Linked DNA regions of Mus musculus: region 2 is linked to region 1. A link is a contact called in public HiChIP or PLAC-seq data. All regions are on one chromosome and are shown on one strand. The core of a region is the stretch at or near the end of the contact, and the rest is flanking DNA. Distances in the headings are between cores, read along the strand shown.

The links. HiChIP or PLAC-seq counts read pairs in DNA pulled down with a chosen protein or histone mark.
Region 2: a contact with region 1 is called in a CTCF HiChIP or PLAC-seq map of the NIH/3T3 cell line, with 13 read pairs. The contact joins two enhancer-like sites. A contact is called at or near these places in 1 of 15 datasets of contacts at CTCF or cohesin (the NIH/3T3 cell line), 4 of 484 Hi-C or Micro-C datasets (the C2C12 cell line, common lymphoid progenitors, embryonic fibroblasts and 1 more), 1 of 115 datasets of contacts at active chromatin or transcription factors (embryonic fibroblasts) and 1 of 9 other capture datasets (embryonic stem cells).

The regions. Positions count from the first base shown.
Region 1 is chr17:79,370,548-79,375,094 of GRCm38.p6, reverse strand. No RefSeq gene overlaps it. Among named protein-coding and RNA genes, the nearest start is that of Cdc42ep3, 18 kb to the right of the region's middle. Within about 2 kb of position 1,949, at least 37 of the 459 cell types and tissues checked have an H3K27ac peak or open chromatin away from gene starts, as enhancers often do. A contact at or near this core is called in the C2C12 cell line and the NIH/3T3 cell line, where this site is marked.
Region 2 is chr17:79,534,628-79,539,048 of GRCm38.p6, reverse strand. No RefSeq gene overlaps it. Among named protein-coding and RNA genes, the nearest start is that of Gm10494, 26 kb to the right of the region's middle. Within about 2 kb of position 2,283, at least 11 of the 459 cell types and tissues checked have an H3K27ac peak or open chromatin away from gene starts, as enhancers often do. A contact at or near this core is called in the C2C12 cell line and the NIH/3T3 cell line, where this site is marked.

The DNA of each region.
Region 1 (4,547 bases), core at 700-3,199:
AGCCTCCATTCCACACAACTCCAAAGGGACTTTGGGACCTTACTTGTTCCTACATGCCATCCCATAGGTATTGTCACCTTTTTCCCACCCACATGGCAGCTTTGTCTGAGTCTGGAGGTGCTAGATATTCTGTTCCAACAATTTGGAAAGATCCAGAAGAAATAAATTATTAACCAGAAGAAGCCTATCAAGTGACAAAAATCATAATACAGCACTGATTTCCTAAATCGTGATATGCTTTTTTTTTTCTGGCCCTATCTAGTTTTCAAAACCTTAATGGTTGATATTCAGAACAAATAGTATGGATTTAGACAAACCACAAACTATTTAGAGAAAGGAATCTTTCATTGAGGCCTGCCTCTGATATTTGTTAAATATGCATTTAATAAAGTCACTAAATTCCTCTGAGCCTAAAACTATTCTTTCTTATCTAGTTGTTAGATGCTTTAGTAAAGGATGGCCTCCAGGCAAAATAGGGGTAGCTGTACTTCTGGGCCAGGTAAGGACAGAAGTGACAAGAGAACCTAGGATAAGCAAATAAGGCATATGGAAACCAAGGCAATAGAAGAGCATCTAGATAGAGCCACATGTGTTCCCTTAGAAGACAGAAGCAAAATGGCCTCACCCATCCTTACGGCCTTAACAAAATTAAGTGAGAATCTAATAGTTCATAGAAATCTATTTCAAGACCAGAATATTATCTCAGGGAAAGAAAAAGCAATAAAATTGCAGGGTTATTCAGGAGTTTCGGGGAAGCCATGTTTTAGGAAATGAAAGATACAGAAAACACTTGGAAACACGGGCATCAAACTATAAGGATGCTACAGATTGGCTGAACTGAATTTCAAGACAAGGAATTCTAGTGATCTGGGCTGCTGGGATCCCATGTCTTATCACCAACAAATCTCAGAACACTGACGCTCACACATGGTCAAGGTGAGACAGATCCTAGAGTCTATACGGAGTCAACAGAAGCTGGGGTGAGTGTATAGGGGTGAGAGAGAGATCCCAGCTTCTCACTCACATGGGTGGGTCTCACTGGGGATCATACACAGGTTGGTGGTATCAACTTTAACTTTTGAAAGAAGATTGAAGTTCTGTAAGTTAAATCAATTGACCGGGCTCTGTGTTTGGTTGGGTGCTCATTCCCAGAGCAGATGAGAGTCTCTTGATTTCTCCTGCTCGCAGGTTCTTCTTACTTCTTGCTGGTTGCTCTGTAACGCTAACACCAGAGTACCCGAGACATAGGATAAATAGCAACCTATCAAGGGCTCACTGAGACTGGAGGAATGCAAGAAGAAATGGCTATACAAATGTTTTTCTGTGTACAAAGAAAAGGACAGTGGCTTGATTCTTGTACATTAACTTAGCAGACATCCTTAGTCTTCCACTCTCTGCATGTTGGAAGGCAGAGCGATATCTTCCAGGTGCCACATAAGTACCACGATGAAAAGATAAACAAGCATAAATGAACAGATGAGCAGCTGTCAGCCAAAAAAAAATTCAGAGTCTTTATCGACAGGAGTCTAAACAGTAAACAATAAAAGTATTAGACAAGGAGAGTTCACAGTACTAATACGTTAATAGTTGATTGACTTATCAGTCCTGATATCTGCCGCATTGTGCACTGAAGAAAGTATTATAGGACGGAAGTCAAGGTATTCCATTCCCAGCTGCATCTCTTTCTCACCCTCTTACTGATTATGTGAGGAATGTGACTAGGCAGGCCCCATCTACCCTTGAACTTTGCCAGACTCCAACCTGTATGTGACTCTCAGTGAGACCCACCCACATCAGGGAGAAGCTGGGATCCCTCTCTTCCCTTTAATGCTCCTTCCCAGAAACGGGTGCTTTCACATTTCCTAATTAGGTTATACTCTGTGTCTACGGGATTGGTGATGAAGGAGATGCTGAAGTGTAATCACAACTGATATTATTCATGTCTGTGGAATGTGCAGCCGAAGCTGCCTGCTAGCTCTGGCAGAAAACAATGGTATTGCTGACAAGCTGCCCTTTTATACTGCAGGTTTGGATCCCAACTGTTTCCTTGTGCTTCGTCATAGATGCAAAAGAGGTATCGTGAGAGATGAAACACACATGCTTTAAATTCCCATCTCTTGGATGTGTGTGGTTCATTATGTCTGATACAGACTGGTGTGAACTGTTAGAATGTCCAGAAATGGGGCCAAGTGAGACACCCTCTACACCTCCCTTGGGATGTTTGGTTGCCTAGAGGCCCAACTAACCACACAAATAATGATCTTAATCGTAGGTGTTCCGCCTGGTATTGTGCTGAGATATGATGAAGAAGATAGATACGGGTGCCTTCTGAAATGGCTTGCACATAGGTGAAATGAAAGGAGGGGGAAGATGGCTGCAGGTGCATCAGATGTTCACAATCATCCCTGACTACACAGCAAGCTTGACACACTGTCAACAGCAAAATTTTCATAGACCACAGTAACGAATAACAAAAAGCCAAAACAGCTGGGGCTTTAATGGTGGAATAAACAAAGTTTAATGACTCATCAGAGGAAGAAATGATTACCTCTAAAGGGAGGAGGGCTACCAAAGGATGGTGTAAGGGTGAGTAAGGACTTATGAAGATGGGTGTACATTCCAGAAGCTAATAGATGGGACAGGGCCACGAGTTGCACAGAACTGTAGTAGCACAGGGGAGGGGTAATAGCCCAGTGGGTGGGCCCTAAGATAGATGATTCTCCTGCTGCGATGCAAAGAACACTGCTATGTCAGATGGAGCACAGGAGGAAAGGCAGGGAAGGGGTCCTGAGGAGAGTGAAGAGAGTGAAAGAACACAGCAGTGTGGAATACCTTCCACCACTCCCTATGTGGAATGCCTCTGGTACTCACTATTTGGAACGTGGCAGGTGGGCAGATGAGGCTTGTAGAAGTAGGTAGGTCCAGGCCCAGGCAGAAGATAATTTGTAGCCTGCTAAATGCTACATATTTTATCCCAGTGGCTGGGAGAAGCCAGCTAAGCTACTCCCATCTATTCTACCTGATGACTAACCAAACCTTGGAAGACTATAAATGAAGGACGCAGATAGAACATTGTGAGAACTTTAGCCAAAGATGTAATTAGGTGTGACTGAGTGATAAATAGCTTCATATGCTCCCATAAGTTTTATTAAGTAGCAGAGGAAAGTTGAATAATTATATCTTCTCAGTATTATTAATCCCCAGTGATCACTCTCTCTTGTTTCATTGTTTATGTGAGACTATTTTCGCATCAGTGATCAGTTCCTTGAGGAAAGATCAGTGAGGCCCACGTTTAATTCATCTTTCTTTCTTTTTTTTGGAACTATTCTTCAAGATTTATTCGTATACAGAATAAATGTCCACTTGGTCCTAACAAATTGTATCAGCTTCTAATGTTAAAAAAAAAAACTTATGAACTCAAAAGACAAGTGTGATAAATACAGGTTGAAATGTTTTATAGTCTTTCTGTATGAAGCATTCAATTTTCACATGAGCCTCGCTAATGTTTCCTGAAATCAGTGTATCATAAGAAATACCTGTTGCATACAGTAGTCCCTATTCTTTGTATCCCTTTAAAACTTTTCAGAAGTCATTTCTTTATGTAATAAGCTAAGGGGATCTGAGGATACATGGGTAGAAATAGATCTTGGGCTGGCTAGGTTAAAGATTAAGTCATCTAAAGAGCTTTCTTCCATGTTAATTCATCTTTCTGTTGTTCACAGTTCCCAGCATAGCCCTTGGACATATCAACTATTCTGTAAGTATGAGGGAATAAATGGAAGACATTGAAGCCCTGTGTTTGGGTTGTAAATGCCAGCATTATACCAAGAGAAAGCCTTTTCCACCCCCGACCCTCCACCATGGTGCAGACGTTTACTTTGTCTATTTGTTGATGAGCTACGTGGAATCCACAAGAGACTTTCAGGGACACCCTGTTTCCTATCTCCTTGGAGAGAGTAAAGATATGACTCTATAACTTCCAGAAGATTCCCAAGTAAACTGCTAAACATTCAAAACAATCTGAACTCATGAGCCTGTCACCCAAAGAGCCATATGTTGGTCAATACTAGGCCAGGTGGAACAGGAGCCTCTTGTCAGAGAATCAAAATCTAGTCACCTAATACTGACAGGTAAGAGTCCAGGTTCACCAGCATTCGCTAAAGCAGAGGTTCTTGACCTTCCGAATGCTGCATTCCTTAATAAGGTTTCACATGTGGTGAGCCCCAACCATTAAATTATTCTCCTTCCTACTTCCTAACTGTAACTTTGCAACTGTTATTAATTGCAATGTAATTATTAGTGTTTTCTGAATGTCTTAAGTGACCCTTATGAAAGGGTCATTGAACCTTCAAAGGGGTCATGACGCACAGGTTGAGAACTGCTGCTCTAAAGTCTTGTTGTCCAGTAGTTTCTCATTCAGTAGTATTCTGTATACTGAAACAATTTGCCAATACAGAGTTTATTTTTGTCATAGAGACTTCATGTTTTCATCCTAATAATGCAACCACATGGGAAAAAGAATATTGAGTCTTGGGATAGAGAAATGG
Region 2 (4,421 bases), core at 1,034-3,533, 160 kb before region 1:
TATAGACACCGCCTGCTTGGCAGTGGCTGACATAGACCTAGCTGAGAAAGTTACATAAAACCGAGACCTGGAGGCTGAGAAGGTCCGAGAAGGGCGTGTTCTTTTTCCCCTGCAGGAAAGATTGTGGTTATGAGAGGAGTGGAATGAATAACTGACCATCTTCCTGGACAAGTTAAGTTTCTGACTGCTTCTCACTGCTGACAACTAACATTTCAAAGCTACTTCCTTAGCCTTCTTAACCCCCAAAGCCATGAGATTTGGCCACCCCATCTCACAAGAGGAATCTGATTATGATGTTAAGAAATTTGGCCAGGGAGGTACAGAAAATATAACTGACTTAGGTAAGAAATGAAGTGCAAGGAAGAATAAAATCCTTGCTGTGTTTCCTCTAAATATATTAGGCTAACTTTTTGGGTTTTATTTTATTTTTTATTTTATTTTATTTTTTGATTAGTGTTTAGTTTAGTGAAAACTTGAGACACAAACCCAAATGTATCTCAAAGCATCTCATCTATCCAGTTTGATCTGGTGCTTTGTTTTATGTTTCTGCCTTTTCTTCTCCTAGGCTCTGCCGCTGATGTTGGTACCTTGGCCTGGAGGTTAGGGAGAGGGGTTATCTGAGTTTTCCATTCTTGTTAACAGTGTCCATAGTCTGGTTTCAGTTTCCTGACCCATGTAGGATGTGATTGCTGCAGGTTCCAGAGAAAAGCTCTCGGTAGGTTCATGGAATGATGGAGTGTGTTTGTTTGTTTGGCTGGTAATGAAGTGGAGATTGAAGTAACATTTTCCATTCTCTCACATACATATCAAATCTCTTTACCTTGCTGGGTAGCTCTGGAACAGCCATATTTTAAAGGATCTAGCCCTGTTATTCTCTTTTGCTTTTACCAATCTAAGCTGAGAAAGCCCCCATCTTTGCTCTCATTGACTAGAAGAAGTTAGGCTGGATCCTCCTAGCCTACTTAATCTCCCATCTTCTTTAAGTTCTATTTCCTCACATTATGGAAAGACACAGCCACAAGTTCTTAAGACAAGAGGGTGAGGGAGCTGGTATGCACAAGAAATGGGTTCTTATTTATATAAAGGAGCTATGCTTTCCTCTAGACCAGTTGTTCTCAATCTTCTGAAGCTACAACCTTTAATACAGTTCCCTCATGTTGAGTTGACTCCCGCCCATTAAATTATTTCCATTGCTACTTTATAACTGTAATTTTGCCATTGTTATAAATCATAATGTAACTATCTGCTATGCAGGATATCTGATATCTGACCCCTGTGAAAGAATTGTTCAACTTTTGAAAGTGGTCACAACCCACAGGTTGAGAACTACTGCTCTAGGCTACTTAATAAAGGTGACAGGATCCACTGGCTTGCTTCCTCATAGAAACCCTGTGGCGGAGTATAATACTTTCAACCTTAGCTGAGAGATATCTGCCAAGGCTCACACTGGATTTCAGGGCTTTTGATCCATGCCTCATATTCTTGTATTCCAGAAATAATATGGCCTAGCATATATGTAGTCCTTGACTTCCTATAATGTTCCGTCTTACAGCAAGATAGCAGAGACTGACAAGGCACACCAGAGCAAAGCACCGAGTGAAGCCATCATGGCTGAGAACTGTGTCAGGCAGACTATATCCAGATTCCAACTCACATCAAGCAGAAAGTGGCAGCTTCTGTTGAGAGCAAGCTGATTTGGAGGATGGAAAGATGTAAAGACTGGACAGAGGGGCTACCACCAAAAGAAATGCGATTGTTATTCTCTTTCCAGTCAAGGACCCATCTGACAGTCTCCACACCCTTGCCACTAAGTATGTCTCTCCCGAGAACAGTTATTATCTACATCTGACGAATGCACTCAGATCCTTAACAATTTCTCTTTCACACTATTGAAGCCCCGGATTTCTGCCTCTGATGAGAGAAAGCTGTGGTATCCGAGCTGAGCATCACATGTCAGGGTGCGATGTGAGCATGGACCCACACAGTCATATTTCCTGGCATTCTCCCTGCACAGGGCTAGGAAATTCAGAGATGCACTCATGCCGTTTGAATCACAATGACTTTTTAAAACATGTATTCCTTGTGAACATTCCCTGATAATAGCTCAATAGGTTGCCAAGGGGAGACACTTTTTATGCGACACACTTTATACTCTCAAGATGCATGGAAAGAAGATTCTACATACATGTTAGATTTCGAGCCTGGCTCTTTAAGATGTGAGCCAACCTACGAGGCCAGATCCCACAGTCTGAATCAGACCACAACCCTCTGGCGATCCCTCTCTCAGACAGAGTTACAAAGCTGTTCTGTGCTGTGGTTCTTATAAGCCTGTAATTTATGGTTTTACCCAGCACCTGGCTCTTCTGTGTTCTTTGTCATACTGACTAGGTTGAACTAAGTCATGTGGTATGAAACTTCCCAACTTCCCCATCACCCCTTGAAATAATACAAAAGTTAGATACTTTCCTTTGTTTGGGGATTTCTCTGAAGGCTCCCTTTTAACCCTCCCCATCATCCTGTCATGGATGGATACTTCTTATCTTCTTACTGTAAACTATCCCTCTTATGAAGCTTCCCTCTAGATATTAAAGGAAAATGCCTCTTTCCCTTTAATATGCCATGCATGTCTCTGATATAATGTATTGTTCCCTTCTAATGGGCTCTCACCTCAAACCCTGATCACAGCCTTAAGGCTCTTTTCCCTAATAAAGCTCATGTTGAAGGAGCTGTTTGTGTCTGTCCCTTTTTCAAAAGAACTTATTGTCATCCCTCTTCCCAATCTGACAATATGTGGCAAGGTCTGTTTATAAATAATGTTAAAAATTAAGAGTCGGAAGACTGAGTTAATCCCTCAAGAGGGAAGAGGGAAGAGGAGGAGGAGGGAGAGGAGGAGGAGGAGGAAGAGAAGAAGGAGGAAGAGGAGGAGGAGGAAGAGAAGAAGGAGGAAGAGGAGGAGGAGGAAGAGGAAGAGAAGGAGGAGGAAGAGAAGGAGGAGAAGGGGAGGAAGAGGGAAGGAGACTAGCAGGGAACTATGATAAGTGTTTTGTATATGAGTAGGATTCGATCCTGTAACATATGTCAGCAATTTTCTACACAGATGGACTACAAAGAGCAAAAGTGTGGAGAGGGGAAGCCCAGAGTGCATATGTCACCAGCATGTGGTAGAATGTAGGATACACAAAGGGGCAAAAAGGCAGAAAAATAGTTGGAAAAATGCTGTGGGATTCCTTTGTTCTGTAGAGGAGGAGTCACAAGTGGGTTTGGAGTGATTCTTGTAGTGACACACACCTCCCTCGTATAGTTCCCAGTGTTTTTCTTTTGAGACAGGATCTGTCACAGATCTAGACCCTCACTGTTTGGCTATGCTGACTGGATAGCATGCTTTGGGGAACCACCTGTCTCAGGCATACACAACTGTGCCCCACTTTGCCCCCTTAGATTTTATTCAGTTTTATTTGTGTGTGGGGGTGGGGTGGGGTGGGGGGATGTGTGTGCAGTGTCCACAGAGGCCAAAAGAAGACTATGGGTACTTATGGAACTGGAACTAGAGATGAATGATAACCACCATGTTCTTTCTGGGAACCAAATATGGTCCCTCTGAAAGAGCAGCCAATGCTCTTAACCACTGAAGCCTCTCTCCAGCCTCCATGACTGATTTTTACGTGGGCTCTGTCAATTCAAACTCAAGTCCTTATGTTTTCAGATTAAATGCTTGTTAAGTCAAGCCATATCCCCAACCTCTCTTATAAAGTTATATGCATTTGGATGGAACAAATGTCCTTATTCTATCTTATTTTATCTTCTGATCCAGACAATGAAATCAGCCGTAGCTCCACATTTCTGTTTGAGCAATCAGAAGAAGGGATCCGCTATCATTAACTAAGACGGAGAAGACAGAGACTTGAGCATGATTAATTAGAAAATCCTCTTTAGACAGGATATGTGTGACATGCCTGTTATCTAATCTATTGCAGATCTTCTGTGAGACGTTTAGTGTATGAATTCAGTAAGTGAGTGAGAGCTATACACTAGAGATAGGTATATTGGAGGTATCAGCTTGTGAATGGCATTTAAAACTTGTAGGGGGAGGTGCTGATTCCCTAATTGGTTCTTGATTGTGTCAATAAAAAAGGCCTAGAGCCAATTGCTGGATGAAAGGTAAAGCTGGGACTTCTAGATCCCAGGCTGAAGAGAGGACACAGGGAAAGAGAAGAGGTCTTTTTGGCCAGGTTTTGGAATGAGGAGCATACAACAACCATGTAAGATCTTAGGGTAGCTAGAACTGGCAGCCTCTGCCACCAGCAGATGGCTGATAACAGGTTAGATAATAAGTTTAGGGCAGGAGATGCTGTGCCCAGCAATTGTGTTATCTGACAAATTATAAGATAATAAAACTGTCTGAGTGTTTTTCTTTTTTTTAT